5 separate regions of the Mus musculus genome follow, and all the other regions are linked to region 3. A link is a contact called in public HiChIP or PLAC-seq and promoter capture Hi-C data. All regions are on one chromosome and are shown on one strand. The core of a region is the stretch at or near the end of the contact, and the rest is flanking DNA. Distances in the headings are between cores, read along the strand shown. Region 1 overlaps Stk31 (serine threonine kinase 31). Region 2 holds the start of Hoxa4 (homeobox A4). Region 3 holds the start of Cycs (cytochrome c, somatic). Region 4 overlaps Igf2bp3 (insulin-like growth factor 2 mRNA binding protein 3). Region 5 holds the start of Igf2bp3 (insulin-like growth factor 2 mRNA binding protein 3).

Evidence for each region. Promoter capture Hi-C pulls out the DNA fragments that hold promoters and counts their contacts. HiChIP or PLAC-seq counts read pairs in DNA pulled down with a chosen protein or histone mark. Capture Hi-C pulls out chosen DNA fragments and counts their contacts.
Region 1: a contact with region 3 is called in an H3K27ac HiChIP or PLAC-seq map of embryonic stem cells, with 4 times the contacts expected there. The contact joins the enhancer-like site here to the promoter of Cycs in region 3. A contact is called at or near these places in 4 of 39 promoter capture datasets (the 3T3-L1 cell line, cranial neural crest, hippocampal neurons and 1 more), 2 of 115 datasets of contacts at active chromatin or transcription factors (embryonic stem cells and stem cell-derived neural progenitor cells) and 1 of 9 other capture datasets (embryonic stem cells).
Region 2: a contact with region 3 is called in a promoter capture Hi-C map of liver, with 2.3 times the contacts expected there. The contact joins the promoter of Hoxa4 here to the promoter of Cycs in region 3. A contact is called at or near these places in 7 of 39 promoter capture datasets (the 3T3-L1 cell line, 3T3-L1-derived adipocytes, hippocampal neurons and 2 more) and 1 of 9 other capture datasets (liver).
Region 4: a contact with region 3 is called in an H3K27ac HiChIP or PLAC-seq map of the NIH/3T3 cell line, with 6 times the contacts expected there. The contact joins the enhancer-like site here to the promoter of Cycs in region 3. A contact is called at or near these places in 7 of 39 promoter capture datasets (the 3T3-L1 cell line, 3T3-L1-derived adipocytes, the C10 cell line and 3 more) and 1 of 115 datasets of contacts at active chromatin or transcription factors (the NIH/3T3 cell line).
Region 5: a promoter capture Hi-C map of pre-B cells shows a contact between it and region 3, with 7 times the contacts expected there. The contact joins the promoter of Igf2bp3 here to the promoter of Cycs in region 3. A contact is called at or near these places in 15 of 39 promoter capture datasets (the 3T3-L1 cell line, 3T3-L1-derived adipocytes, the C10 cell line and 10 more), 1 of 484 Hi-C or Micro-C datasets (erythroblasts), 6 of 115 datasets of contacts at active chromatin or transcription factors (astrocytes, epiblast stem cells, extraembryonic endoderm stem cells and 3 more) and 2 of 9 other capture datasets (adipose tissue and liver).

Annotation. Positions count from the first base shown.
Region 1 is chr6:49,411,944-49,414,643 of GRCm38.p6, forward strand. The region is part of intron 6 of Stk31 (serine threonine kinase 31); the gene reads left to right. Among named protein-coding and RNA genes, the nearest start is that of Stk31, 18 kb to the left of the region's middle. Within about 2 kb of position 1,283, at least 8 of the 459 cell types and tissues checked have an H3K27ac peak or open chromatin away from gene starts, as enhancers often do. A contact at or near this core is called in embryonic stem cells and stem cell-derived epiblast-like cells, where this site is marked.
Region 2 is chr6:52,190,260-52,192,995 of GRCm38.p6, forward strand. It overlaps Hoxa4 (homeobox A4), which reads right to left and starts at 1,444. Exons shown (of 2, transcript NM_008265.4): 1 at 919-1,444; 2 at 1-429. The coding sequence starts at 1,429. The coding sequence ends at 83. All of the region lies in intron 2 of Hoxa3 (homeobox A3), which reads right to left. It overlaps LOC115490409 (a long non-coding RNA gene), which reads left to right. Exons shown (of 2, transcript NR_168044.1): 2 at 2,266-2,736.
Region 3 is chr6:50,565,094-50,567,869 of GRCm38.p6, forward strand. Cycs (cytochrome c, somatic) reads right to left here and starts at 1,476. Exons shown (of 3, transcript NM_007808.5): 1 at 1,323-1,476; 2 at 399-575; 3 at 1-292. The coding sequence starts at 567. The coding sequence ends at 144. 5430402O13Rik (RIKEN cDNA 5430402O13 gene) reads left to right here and starts at 1,550. Exons shown (of 3, transcript NR_027892.1): 1 at 1,550-1,929.
Region 4 is chr6:49,096,046-49,098,826 of GRCm38.p6, forward strand. The region is part of intron 10 of Igf2bp3 (insulin-like growth factor 2 mRNA binding protein 3); the gene reads right to left. It also overlaps a transcript of Malsu1 not described here. Among named protein-coding and RNA genes, the nearest start is that of Malsu1, 24 kb to the left of the region's middle. Within about 2 kb of position 1,271, at least 177 of the 459 cell types and tissues checked have an H3K27ac peak or open chromatin away from gene starts, as enhancers often do. A contact at or near this core is called in 3T3-L1-derived adipocytes and the NIH/3T3 cell line, where this site is marked.
Region 5 is chr6:49,213,601-49,216,300 of GRCm38.p6, forward strand. Igf2bp3 (insulin-like growth factor 2 mRNA binding protein 3) reads right to left here and starts at 1,354. Exons shown (of 15, transcript NM_023670.3): 1 at 697-1,354. The coding sequence starts at 871.

The DNA.
Region 1 (2,700 bases), core at 33-2,532, 1.2 Mb before region 3:
ATAACCTTGGTGAAACACCTGAAAGTCAGTTGTCATCCATCCTCAGCAAGTGTCAGGTGAGCCTAGAAGTTCACAACTAAGATGATAACTAAGGTTGAAATGAGCAAGGTCTAATACAGCATGGAAAGGTTCCATCAATTTGCTTCCTCCAAAGATCAAGGTCAGGTACAAAGCATAGATAGGAGGTGCTAACTTAATTTGTTCTCTGTAATCCTTGGCGATTCTCTCTGAACTATTATGTTTACATGACCTGGAGCCTGTTCTGGGAGCCTCCCTCATTTCTCCACACCTGATCAACTCAGTGGATTTGACTTAGTCGGCTCAGACATACTCAAGGCCAAAGGTAAATGTGGCCCTGCTTTCCCGCTGCACCTCTGGCTCACTAGGTCAGAGTGACCCTGGGTTGGCACATGCCTCCAGCCTCCCATTCACCATCCCTGGCTGTCGGGGCAGTTCTAGCTGGGCGAACAGTCTACACCCCAGCTTTATCTTTTGCTGTGTCCCCTCCTTGGTCTGGGGGATCACCCACTCCTGGGACAGGCTTGTGTGCTTCATCTGTATTCTGTCAAGGATGTCTTCTCCTTAGGCAGATGCTCCTTAGCACACAATGCCTTTCTATCAGATTTTTCCTTAGCAACCCTAGCTCAACATAAATACTACTTCACCTAGAAGAACCTAGACAGGCCTCTTTTTCTGCTTAACCTTAAAAGAATATTTCTCCTTTAGCTTCTTTTATTTTTCAGATACTCTTTACATGTTGGTCTAAGTTACTGACATCTGCCATAGCCTTTCTTACTTTATAAAGATCTTGCTACACCAAAGGACTCAGCAAAGACACTAAAGCTTGATACTAGCCTTGAGGTCCCTTTGCTTAACTTCTCTGTGAACAGAGTTCTATCTGGGCCAGTGAACTGGGGTTCAAATATAGCCTCCCTATTCTTAGTTCCCTTAATAGTACCTTCCTCTTCTCTACGAACTTCCAGTTTTTGATATTTATGGAGACTTTGGATAGAGATAACTGTAGGCTACTTGAACCGGGTTCCTGAAAGGGAGGCTGGGGCTGCATGGGAGAAAATGGTGAGAGAAATAACGAGACCAAGACAAAGATACTGATCAAAGCCCAAAATTTACTTAAGAGTCTGAGCTTATAAAGTGGGGGGTGGGGTGGGGGGAACCCATCCCATCCCCCATCACACCAGGATCTCCTTTCATCTGGATAGAGTCAGGAGAACAGGTTCAGCATCTCAGCAGGTAGCTGCATCTTGGAGAAAATGGCAGAGGTGGCAGAACAATAGACCTATCTAGGTTGGAAGACTCCACCCTAGGTGGTCTTGTTCATAGAGGAGGAACAGGTCTGAGCCAGCCTGCTCAAGGCTGGGGGAGGCTACAATTCCTCCCTAATTATATAATAAAAATTAGCTGTACTGGGACTTAAAATTTACTTATGCTCCATGGTCCTGCCTGGGAATTATGGTGGCTGGCGGCCACGCATGTCTTAGGATTGTGGTCTTCAAATAACTTATTCTTATCCATCCTCGGGAGCATGTGCAGCTTGTTTGTGTTTATTTGCACAAACACAGCTCTGTGGTGTTGTTATGTACATATGTATATATAGACTATTAGTATATAAATTAAAGCTTGATTTTTCAACATTTTAAAACACTGGCTACAGCACACAATTTAATTATCTGTGCTGAAGCAGGAGGAAACTCAAAAGAATAAACATGTGATCCAATCACATATACTTTTCTCCCATAGAAGGGCTGTTTTTAAATACAGTAGATGTAGTCTTTATGGGATGCATGCATGCATAAATTTACAGAAAATACAAAAGCATGCATAGAAGCAATCTTTAACAACTTATCTTTTGGATAATAATTATCAGTTTTACCTAGAAAGTCTATGCAGTAGGCCAAATATCAATATTCTGCAATAACCAATTTAATTGCTGTTTGGAACAAAGAACAGATGCCTCGTCAGGTTTTTAAGACACATTTTTGTTGTTGTTGTTGTTGTTTTTCTAAAATTCCTTCATGATTTTATCTTACAATTCTTTATTAGCACCACAGCAATGTCATAATAGGATGTTAAAACTTTACTTGGAGATGAAGAAAGATGATTTTACATTAATGTTCTCTTTTGCCAAAGAATTGCTGTGGGCACACTGAGTAACAATAACTAAAATAAGCAGCTAATATTTGATTACCATTGATTAAAATTGATAACAATTAATTATAAAAGCTTCCTCTACTTTCTGCAAAGCCTTTTGTTTCTCACCAGTTAATTTGCCTCTCCGTTGATAACATCCAACAAAGGCTTAAGTCACCTTAAGGCATTAAGGTAAGGTCTTAGCCAATTAACATCTCCTGGAAGCTTTTGAAAATAATTTGAAGTAAGCAAATCATCTTTTCTTTCTTAAATTTTCTGTACCACAATCTTTCTAGGATAACTAAGACCCTAAATATTAAAAAGATATTGCCTTTGAATATTTTCTGGCTCATCAGCTACTCTCCAGAACTTTAAAGCTCATTGTGTGAGAGGAAAGAGTTGAAGTAATATATTCCATTTAAGAAACAATATACACTGAAGGATTCAAAGTCTTATCTTCTTATATTGAAGTAGAGACAGAAAAAAAATTTTTTTTCTTATATAACATAAGGCTACTAGCCATACCTAGAGGCAAAACTTTCCAATGATCAC
Region 2 (2,736 bases), core at 194-2,693, 1.6 Mb after region 3:
TTACTTAGGGAAGAGCAGATGAGGACAGGAGCAGGAGATGAGTAGGGCACATAAGTGAGAGAAACTGATCCAGGTCTCTAGATTATATGGAGGAGGGAATGGGTGTGGAAGCACCAGGGAGAGGGTGGGGATGGGGGTGTGGGCTGTGAGTTTGTGCTTTCCCAGGCGGGCCGGCAGGGGCCGAGGCAGTGTTGGAAGATCGCATCTTGGTGTTGGGAAGTTTGTGGTCTTTCTTCCACTTCATTCTCCGGTTCTGAAACCAGATCTTGACCTGGCGCTCCGACAAGCAGAGCGTGTGGGCGATCTCGATGCGGCGCCGCCGGGTCAGGTAGCGGTTAAAGTGGAATTCCTTCTCCAGTTCCAAGACTTGCTGCCGGGTATAGGCGGTTCGAGAGCGCTTAGGTTCGCCTCCGTTATAACTGGAGTTGACTGAACACCAGAACCCCGAAAGAGAAGGCCAAAGAGGAAGAAGTAGAAGAGGAGGAGGGGAGGAGAGAGGAGATAGGGTGGGGAAGAGCAATCGGACATCATCATTATATAATAACCTGACACCAAGTTCACACAAGATACATAAAAAGGCAAAGAAAATGTTTCACAGGCTATTGACAACGGGAAACACCCGAGAGCCATAAAGAATGGTGCTGGGCTTTGGGGCTGAAGAAAAGCTTCAAAGACACATGGCCGGGAGCCTCTGCCAGGGCAATTAAATTTATGGGGGCTATAATTACTGCCCTAACAGTTTGGCGTCTCGTAAATCTCAGGATAAAGGGACCCTGGGTACAAAAGGGTTCTCACGTTAGGACCAGGCTGCGGGCGGCGCGCACACACCCACAGCCAAAGCGCCGGCCAGATGGGGGTCCCCTCCCGCGCCCTGCCCCGCGCCCCCACGCCCGCTGCCCTCCCGGCGGCGCCACATACCGGCGCTCACGTGGATCTTCTTCATCCAGGGGTACACCACCGGCTCCTTGCCCTTCGGGCCCGCCGGGCCCTGGTCCGCCAGCAGCAGCGGGCACGCGGGGGCGCTGCCCCCCGTCGCGACAGCCGGGGTGGTGGGGCCGGGAGCGCAGTGCCGAGGGGGCGCGGGGGGCTGCGGGGCCGGGCTGGGGTGCGCGCCGGGGGCCGGGGACTGCTCGGGTCGCGCGGGGCTGGCCCCGCGGCAGGCGTAGGGACAGGCGGCGGCGGGCGCGGGGTACAGGCCCCCGGGGTAGCTGGGCTCGCGCGCCCGCGGCGCGTAGTAAGCGGGGGGCTGGCGGGCCGCGTGCGGGTTCGGGGCCGGCAGGTGCGGGGCGCTCTGGGGCCGCGGGTAGCCGGGACCCCCGCCCACGGCGCCGTCCCCACCGCCCGGGCCACCGTGCGGGGCGAACTCCTCGAAAGGAGGGAACTTGGGCTCGATGTAGTTGGAGTTTATCAAAAACGAGCTCATGGTCATTAATTTGTGAAGTGCAAAAATACTAATTTTTCTCGCGGTGTCGTTTTTCTGCGCTCGCCGAGGCCCCTCCCCCTCTCGCCGCGCTTCCCATCCCCCCCCCCCCCCCCCCCCGGCCCCGGCGCCCGCCCCTCCCCCCGCTGTCAAACGACTGCCCCTCCCCCTCCCGCCGTCGCCGCCGCCGAAGTCCGCGCCGCTCCTCCCCCGCCCGCGCGCGCTCCCCGTGGCCCTGCGCGCCCCGCCCCCGCGCCCCACGTGCTGCGATCCGGCCAATGGGAAATCCGCGCGCGCGGACCCGGATCAGGAAACGCGCGGGGGATGCGTGATGGATGCTGCTAGCCTTCAGGGTGGGAGAAGCGAGCTTGGGTTCCTCGGGCCCCCCAACTTGGGTTCCGGCTGAGAAGTTGGGGCCTGTTAGACTGCGGGTCCTTTCGAGCCCTGTTCCTGCCCACGTCTGTCCTAGGCCTCTGGGCAGCTGGTCGCCACGACTCAGCGCCGATCTCCAGTCCAACCAGGCTTCGGGTGGTCCTCCGAGGGTTCGAGGCCCTCCAGGAGAGGGAAGGGCACTGGGACCAAGAGGCAGACCCTGGCTTTTTATCCTAGCTCTGGAATAAAACGAAGGAGGCCTACGGACCCATTTTTCTCGCCCTTTGATTCTTTGTCCACGCCCTACACATCCACCCGGCTGTTAGGGAGTCCCTGCTTTGCGAAGCCAGGGCTGGAGCTGCACAGGGAGGATGGGTAGAAGGGCCGCTGAACAAGCGGGTCAAGGAAGTACAGCAAGCGAGGGCGATCCACTAAAACCTCGTGGATACTTATTTTTACTTTTTTTCTTTCAGACGCAGAATTTGTACATTATTTTTTCATTTAAAGACTTGGAACCTTCCTATATTGCAGTTGATGGAGGTGCTGAGGAGAGCTAAATGTGCCTCCTTTATTAGGCGCTATTGTGAGACCTCCACCCCAGAGTGGGAAGAGAGACGACGCCTGCACAAAACCCGGCTTCGAATCCAGTAACTTCGCGTTTCAGAACAATCACCAAACAAAAACAAGTTTGAGATACAATAAGACCCTGCCTGGTCTAATTGTCAATCGGTCTTTTCTAACTTTTCCCTCCCTTCTCCTTTTGGATGCTGTTTCCTCGTGCAGGATCTAAACCAAGGGCTATATTTACAGACCAGCCCGCGATTGCTGAAAAATTAGCATTTTAACGATATCAGTAGCTCTGGAAAGGAGAGAGAAGGGACTGTTGCCTGCCATTTGGTAATTGAAATTTGATGGGTAAACTAATTATGCCATTATTATTAACA
Region 3 (2,776 bases), core at 226-2,725:
TGACAAGTCAGTTTTACTTAAATCAGGACTGTCCAACAAAAACATTGCTAGCCATTCATGATCTGAATTTGGTGTGTGAATTAAATTATGGTGTACATTAAAAGCCATGAGACATTTGTTTTGTAATAAATAAGGCAGTGGAATTACTCATTAGTAGCCTTTTTAAGATAAGCTATTAGGTCTGCCCTTTCTCCCTTCTTCTTAATTCCAGCGAAGATCATTTTTGTTCCAGGGATGTACTTTTTGGGATTCTCCAAATACTCCATCAGGGTATCCTCTCCCCAGGTGATGCCTAAACAGAAAGAGATGCAGAGGTTAAGTGTTTTACACACCTGGTAATTCTGCACTGGTTAACCCAAGCAACCTGTGCTGTGGCTGACAGCAGCTCCCCCCGTTACCTTTGTTCTTGTTGGCATCTGTGTAAGAGAATCCAGCAGCCTGGCCTGTCTTCCGCCCGAACAGACCGTGGAGATTTGGTCCAGTCTTATGCTTGCCTCCCTTTTCCACAGTGTGGCACTGGGCACACTTCTGAACAAAAATCTTCTTGCCTTTTTCAACATCACCCATTTTTAATTCTAAAAGGGAAAAGATCCAACAGTAAAACGTACTACGGATCCCAATGACCATTCAAACCGCTATTCTTATGTCCTCTTAACACCAGGCAGGGTGCTAACTCAGTCCACTTGCAATATTCTTCAATAGCAAATACATCACCTAGGAGACTCTCCTTTAAAGCAAGTCTGTGCTCAAGACAGGTCCATGCCAAGGGAAATGGAAACCCACAGCTCAAACCCCAGTTTCCGAAGAAGGCAAGGTCAAAAAGTCACAAATATGAAACCGGACTCATTAAAGCAAAACCACTACAACTCTTAACATTTCAGAATGCTAAACTGCTGTCAGTGCTGCCGATTAAAGTCACTTCCAAAGATAAGGGAGGCTGGGGGTGATCCTAAGTGCTTCCGCCTGCTCCGGTCTCATTAGGAGGTTAAGTCTCTTCTCTCTTGCTTTAGTCCGGCACGGGAAGGCGAGGGAGGACTGGGGAAGGAACCGTCTCACTCTCACGTTGAGATCCCAGGGGTGACTACGACTTTACAAACCCACCCTCCCAGATGCTTAATCAGGAAAAGAACTGGCCCAGTCCTGAAGGAACAGCAGCTTCTGCTCTCAGAAGGGGCGGCGGGCGAGTTCCTTCTAGAACTCCGGGCCCCGGTCCTACACCCACGCCGCCTCCAGCCGTGCCACAGTTCTGCATGGCTTTGTAGGTTAGGCCTGCCCCGGCCTCCTCGCCCCGTTCCCGGTCCGCATCCCCGTCGCGCGCTCACCGTTCCGGGCTGGTCAACACCACGAACGTTCGGACTCGAAGACAGACGTCCCGCGCTCTAGCCCAAGGACACGCCGGCCCGCGCCTATGTACCGGTGTCGGTGCAACCACACTTGTTCCGCCCGTCCGCGGCCCGACGTGCGGTAGCGCCGTCTGCTGCGCCGTGACGTAACCGCACCTCATTGGCTCCAGGACAGGTTTGTGCGCGCGCATGCGAGCTAGCATGGTAGGATGTGCCCAGAGGGCGCCCTTCCTTCAGAGGCCTCGTTTGCCCGACACTTACGACAGGCCTTAGGACGTAAGGCGTGGACGTGCGTGACGTCACCCTCTGGCCTGCGAGATGGCGAGGGCAAGTAGCGGGGCCGATGCTCCCTTGGGATCCGGGTGTGGCTCGGCTCAGGTAACGCCCGGCCCTAGGACTCCTTCGGCCTCCGCCCACGGGGAGTGCTGAGACTGCCGGCCGGTGTGCTGGCGACCTTTACCCAGGCTTGGTCAAGGCTTCCTGGCTGGCGCAACTGCACTGGCCTCGCAGTGGACGCCTGCTGGTGACCTTTACTCTGTTAAACCATCTTCCTGCTCTCCCAGTGAGAGCCTCAAAGCTGGGGAAGGTACGCACAAGTGGCAGACAGGATCACATCTTACCCAGAGTCCCTGTTTTCTTCCCCTAGTGTTTGTAGAAAACGAGGAGGGTGTGCAGGCAAGCTTTAAGGGAGAAGCAGGATTCGCCTGAGTAGAGGATTCCCGGGAATCCGCTAGACTTGGCATCCCTTCTGACCATATTGGAAATGGAAGTCTCCTTAGCATACTTTCCTGGTGTACTTCAAAACGAACTCACAGACACTTTAAATTCTGCCACTGGACGTTTTCTTCATTACTCCCCTCTCCCAAATTCAGATGAATGTCGGTCCATTCCCTATGTTCTGTCTAGCCTTGACATAGTTTATCGTGTGTTTATAGATGCCTGGTGTGTGCCGGGCCCTTCTCAGTATGAACTCACATATTCTGGTTGAGCTTGTTTATATTCTACCACTTTTCCTTCCGCCATCAGATTAACATGAGATGTTAGAAGGCTGGTCTAAAGTCTCAATAGATCTCTTTCCAGCCACTGGTCCTATCTGCTCAAAGATGTCAGTTTGTGTGAGTATAGTTGTTAGGTATTCCCAGGGATAGTTGATTCCAGAACAATCCCCAGAACCCATACAGAATTCCATGGGTGTTTAAGTCCTTCACATGAAATGATGTAATATTTGTATATAATCTACACAATCTCCCCAATATTTAAATAATTTCTAGATTATAACTTATACTGCCAAATGCAGTGCTGTATGGTGTCACTTAGGGAAAATGACAAAAACGCTAGTCATTCTGTATTGGTGAGAATATTGTAAGCCTAACTACATAGTATGTGATGTGATCTGCTGATTTCTGAAGACATGGATATGGGAACCATAGATA
Region 4 (2,781 bases), core at 21-2,520, 1.5 Mb before region 3:
TGAAATAAAAATACAATGGTGGGAAAAAGGTAAATCACCAATAAGCAATAAAACAAATTTGTGCTTTAAAGAAGATGTTATAGGTTCACATCTCTAGAGATGGAAGGAGCTATTTACAGTAAGAAATTTAAAGATGGGGCATTGGATCTCTGAATTCAAGGACAACCTAGTATACAGAGCTAGTTCCAGCAGAGCCAGGGCTTCATAGAGAAACCCTGTCTCAAAGAAGAAAGAAGCAGGGTATGGTGTGGCTGAATTTTAAACATGAATGACTTGGTGAGAATTTCAGAACTGTCTCTTGAATTAGCTCTGGGAAAGGAACAGCTGAAATGACCAGAGTACAATATCACAACAGCAACAAAGTGCAATGTGAGGAGTCTCTGCTGGCCTGAGCGTGACAGAAGCTGCTGCTCTGAAGGCACGAGGGCCTGCCCAATAGAGCAATCCAAATCTGAAGTAACTGTGCTTTTCATACAGGAGATGGTGCCCCAGACAAACAGTAAGTCATGTGCGCTATTGGCAACATGTCTTCAGTGACTCATCGGCCATCTGAAGCTGGAAGAGGGCGTTTCTGAATATCACCCATCTCCCCTGGCTTCAGTTCTGTTCCCCCAGCCATCTCACTGGCCATAAATTATTTCACAAGGGAATTTTCCTCTGAGGCACAGGCAGCTCGTGGAAACATCTATCCACTTGACTGTCTGTACAGTGTGTTCTCACACGGAATCCAGCATTGAGAAGCTGTTTTCAGGATCTACCCCAGATAAGCACACCATTTCGTCTTGATGGACAGACCTAAGCAGACAGAAGAAAAGCCCCTCAACATCGTCCTTTTGACACACTCACTCCTTGGGTACAAGTTCTCCGCCCTGAACACACATGAGACCCGTTCCTACACACACTTGCTGACACACTCACTCCTTGGGTACAAGTTCTCCGCCCTGAATACACAGGAGACCTGTTCCTACACACACTCTCTGACACACTCACTCCTTGGGTTCACTGCCCTGGACACACAGGAAACCCATTCCTGCATAGACTCTTTGAGGATGAAAGACAGCCACGGGACGCAAGCTACTTCCCAGTGGATTGCTGCCAGATGCCTGTGGCAAAGCTTCCTTCGGACTCTTGGCAAGCGCTGCTCTGTGTCTTGAAATAACGAGAGCAGAGCTGTGAGGCTGAGCATTTGCGTAACTGGTGAAGTCTGCCAGTGAATAATTCCTAATCACCCGCTATCGAGAAGATACACGCAGCAGCAAACAGTGAGGTTAAGTGTATTTACTCTGCAGGCAACACAAACTCGGGCATCACAAAGGCATGGAGACGTGCCTGGCAGCCAAGAGATCAGCCACCAGGAACCTGGCAGGGTGCCATTGTTTTCCTTTGGCCTCTAAGATAGGTACTTGGGGGAGGGAGGAGTTGTTTTTAACTAGATTTGGGTCTGGAACTAAAATGAAGTTTACTCAACTCTATGACCTCAACAGAATACTAAAGCTTAAGAAAGAAAGAAAAAGGAAGTTTTCCCCCATAACCAAGTATGATGCAGTGGTTTACTTGCCTAGAAATGTTTACTGCACCCACAGTGAAAAATCTTAAGGACTACGAGATCCTACCTGGCTTTAGAAGGAGACAGGAACTTGGTCTGGTTCTTAGAGTGCCTCTGGTGACCTACAAAGAATGCTCACTCATCTTTCTTGCCCCTGTACTTTCCACCTCAAGGCCAAACTACTATCTTGGAGCCTTCAGAGAAGAGTGTAAAGAAGCTACCAGGTTTATGAAGACAAGAGCCCACAGGTTGATTCCTGCCAACCCAACTGCAAGCTGCCAACATGGCCAGCGAAGACACCGAGCATGCACGTTGCCAGCTCCAGCTCTTGGCTAGTACTCTGGCTGGCAACTCTCACTTCCCTACTGTTTGGGCATTTCTGAAAGGAGCATTTCCTGTCATTTATAAACGAGGGTCTTGCCAATTAAGTACTGAGTGAACTAGGTTCCAGGCAAGAACTAGAGACTCTCTGAAATCTTTTGAAAGATACATCACTTTGGCTGGTTGGAGAAATCAACCTCACAGGTTCTGGGAGAGAGAATACTTTGGAAGGATGAGTGAGTAGAGATCTGGAATGGAACAGGGGCAAGAAGTTTATCCACAGACAGCCCATTCCTCTCACACAGCAGAAGTAAATAAATCTACATAAAGAAGACAGACAATTCTAAAAGTCCATAAAAAGTCGTGGGGGTGGGGGTGGGGGGTGGTTTACACATCAAAATCTACTTCTCAGGGCTAGGGAGATGTGTTAGTCAATAAATGAAAGCCTGAGTTTGGAAGCCAGCACTTATGAGAAACCAGGCACAGCAGCATGCACCTATACATCTGAGCATCATCTACACAGGGGACTCCCTGGAGCTTACTGGCTGACAGCTGAGCCAGACCAATGAGACCAGATTCAGTGAAAAAAACTTTATTCCAATTTACTCCAAAAAATAAGGTGGAGGGCTACAGAGATGGCTCAGTGGCCCAAAGTACTTGTCACATAAGCATGAGGATCCGAGGCGAGGCAGGCAGCTGCCTCGGACAAGAATGAAGTCTAAGACTGCACCCCCAACTCTGACTTCCACACCTGAGCTGTAGTGCATGTACATCCATACACATGTGCATGCCTACATGTACACATACACCATATAAAGAAACACAAACACATACCATATAGACTCATGAACACACAGAAACATACAATAGAAAAAAATAGGGCAGAGATCAAGAGGATGATGCACAAAACCGAT
Region 5 (2,700 bases), core at 104-2,603, 1.4 Mb before region 3:
CCTCCAAGGGCCACCCCGCACCCCAAGGTCTGCAAGAGACACACCCCCAACAAACAGCCTGCCATGGGGGCGCGCGGCCTTCTTTCTGGTCCACATCCAGGTTGGCCTGGAGCACTGGGCGATGGGATTAAAGAGCCAGGGTGCCAGGAGGAGATTGGGCGGCCGGGGTGCTGGTCCACGCGCGCTGACCCATCAAGGCGCCGGCCTCGAGTCCAGCTGGGGACGGTGGAAACCGAAAGGCACGGACAGCTGCTCTCCCCTCGGGCATCCAGGCAGAGCGCACTCAGACACCCGGGCCGCGGCTGCGCGCACGGGCCGGGACTGCGGCGCCGCGCGTGGCAGGGCTGCCGTTCTGGCAACAGCCGGCCGCCGCCGCCCACCTGCCCCTTTCGCTCTAACGACCCCGCGAGGTGGACGCGGCGGCGTGGAGCGGGACCGCCTGGACGCGGCCTCCCCCCGGGCGTAGGCTCAGGCCACTTTCTGTTCTCTACGGCTGGGGGACAGCGACCAGACAGAGGGCCCGGCGGGCGTCCACGCTGGGCCCCAAGGCCCGCCTGGCCCGGCCTGCAGCACGCGCCGCGCCGCGCCCCGCGACTGACAGCGCGTCCCCCTCCCCACCCCCACCCGCCCCGCAAGCGGGGTCCCGGATGGCAGCTGCGGAGACGGGGAGGCCCCGACCACGCGCGCGGGCCCCACCTGAAAGCGCCTCGATGGCCTTGAGGGCCCAGCCCTCGTCCGGGCAGTCCACGAACGCGTAGCCCGTCTTCACCAGGAAGGGGCCCGCCACCGGGATCTTAGCGTCCTTGAAGACACTTTCCAGGTCCGCGGGGCCGGCGTGGTCGCTGAGGTTCCCGATGTACAATTTGTTCATTGTGAAAAGGGGTCGTTTTAAAACCCGAGGAAAATGCTAAATTAAAAAAAGCACCCACGGCGGAGGATGGAGCCGGTGGATTTTGTTCCTCTCCTCTTGGCTTTCAAACCCACACAGTGACCCAAGCACGGGAGCGGCGGGCGAAAACCAGATCCCAGGGTCCTTTTTCCTCTTCTGGGTATTAAAAAAAAGAGAGAAAGAAAAAGCCTAGCGACGAGCCCAGCGTCGAGTCTTCCTAACTCTGGGGAGGAGGCGGGATTAGCGAGAGAAAGGAGGAGGCGCGGGGGGAAACTACTTTTTGTCTCTTCCTCCCCAACCCCTTTGGCAGCGGCCAGCGGGCTGTGAAAATATCACACTACGTGGGGCAGGCGCCGCCTCCCCGTAAAAAAAAAAAACCCCGAGGGGTGACTGGCAGCGGCGAGGGGAGCGGGGCGGGGGCAGCCGCTCCGAGTGTCCGGCTTTTTGAATGAGCCACGTGTTCAAACTACAAATCAACGTCTCACGTGAGGAATCCCAGCGCCTCAATTAGAGTGGGTTTCGGAGGAAAGAGAAAAAAAAAAAAAAAAAAAAAAAGCGAGAGGGGGAGGGGAAGCGAGATTGGGCGAGGAGGGACCCCGAGCTGGAGCCGGAGCCGGAGCCGGGGAGGGGGTGGAGAGCGTCCAGCCGCTGCAGCCGGCGCCAGGCGCGATGGGCACGGCGAGTTTCCAAAGGGTCCGAGCCTCGGGAGGGTCAGACGAACGATCCTTTTTCCTTAAGATGAGGAAGCGGTTAGGGGGTCCCGCGGTTGCAGTTACCGTAGTTTGTAACCATTCGATTTTTAAAAAATGGGTCACTTAACAACGAAATCTGAATGACAATCTCGAACTCAGTCGGTGGCTCTGATGACCGGGGAAAGTAGAACCCGGGGGCAGAGCGCCGCTCCCCTCGAGGGCCCCGGGGACCGAGCAAGCGGGGCGGCCCGGGCCGGCGTGGGGGAGGGGAGCCGACGTCCTGGGCGGGTGTCTACGCGACACCTCCTCCGCCTGCGCTCCGGGTGGCTCTCCGCCTCGCCGTTCATTGGCTGCTCGGCTACGAGAAGACTCTGGATAAATGAGGCCGGGGGCGGGCTGGCCGCGTGGGGGAGGGGCGCGGGGCGGAGGCTGTGGGGCTGGGGGTGGCCGAGTGGGAAAAGTCGGTACTTAAAGGGAAACCCTCGCTTCCTGTGGTTTTTCGAAGGGGGAGGGCTGGGTGTGGGGGAGGACTGATACTTTTATTTAAATAATTTTTGTTAAAGAACTTGGGACTCTAAGGGAACCCTGTTCAGCGTCAGCCTAAGGTGGCGGCCGCGCTGGGAAACTATTCCTCGGCTCTTTCCGCCTTCCTTTGACTGTGAGAGCCATTCATAATTTTCCCTGTAGGTAACGAGCACAATGGTGGTTGGGGGGTTGGGTCTGGGCCCGGTGGAGCCTTCCTGATCCTACTAAATGTGAGCCGGAGAACAGGAATAGGGAAAAAAGGGCAGTACCCCTGTCCTTGTGAAAACCTTCAACTGTGGCTTAATGGTTGTGTGCTCTACTCAAAGGCTTCAAAGATAACTTGTGATATATTTTTAACAGGCATTTTATGGAAAAGAGAAATTGCCGGGTTTGGATGACTGAAATTAAGCTCTATATAGCCTGAAAATACAGGCAGAAATCTAATGTTTTGCTACTCTCGCAAGTTGAAAAATGTGAATAGAGAAAATATGTGCTTCATACTACAAACGCCTTCAGCAATTGATAATTTGATATGGTGTTCTCTTTCAAAAAAAAAACTTAATAATACTTTATCTCTGACAGAAAAACAAGTAG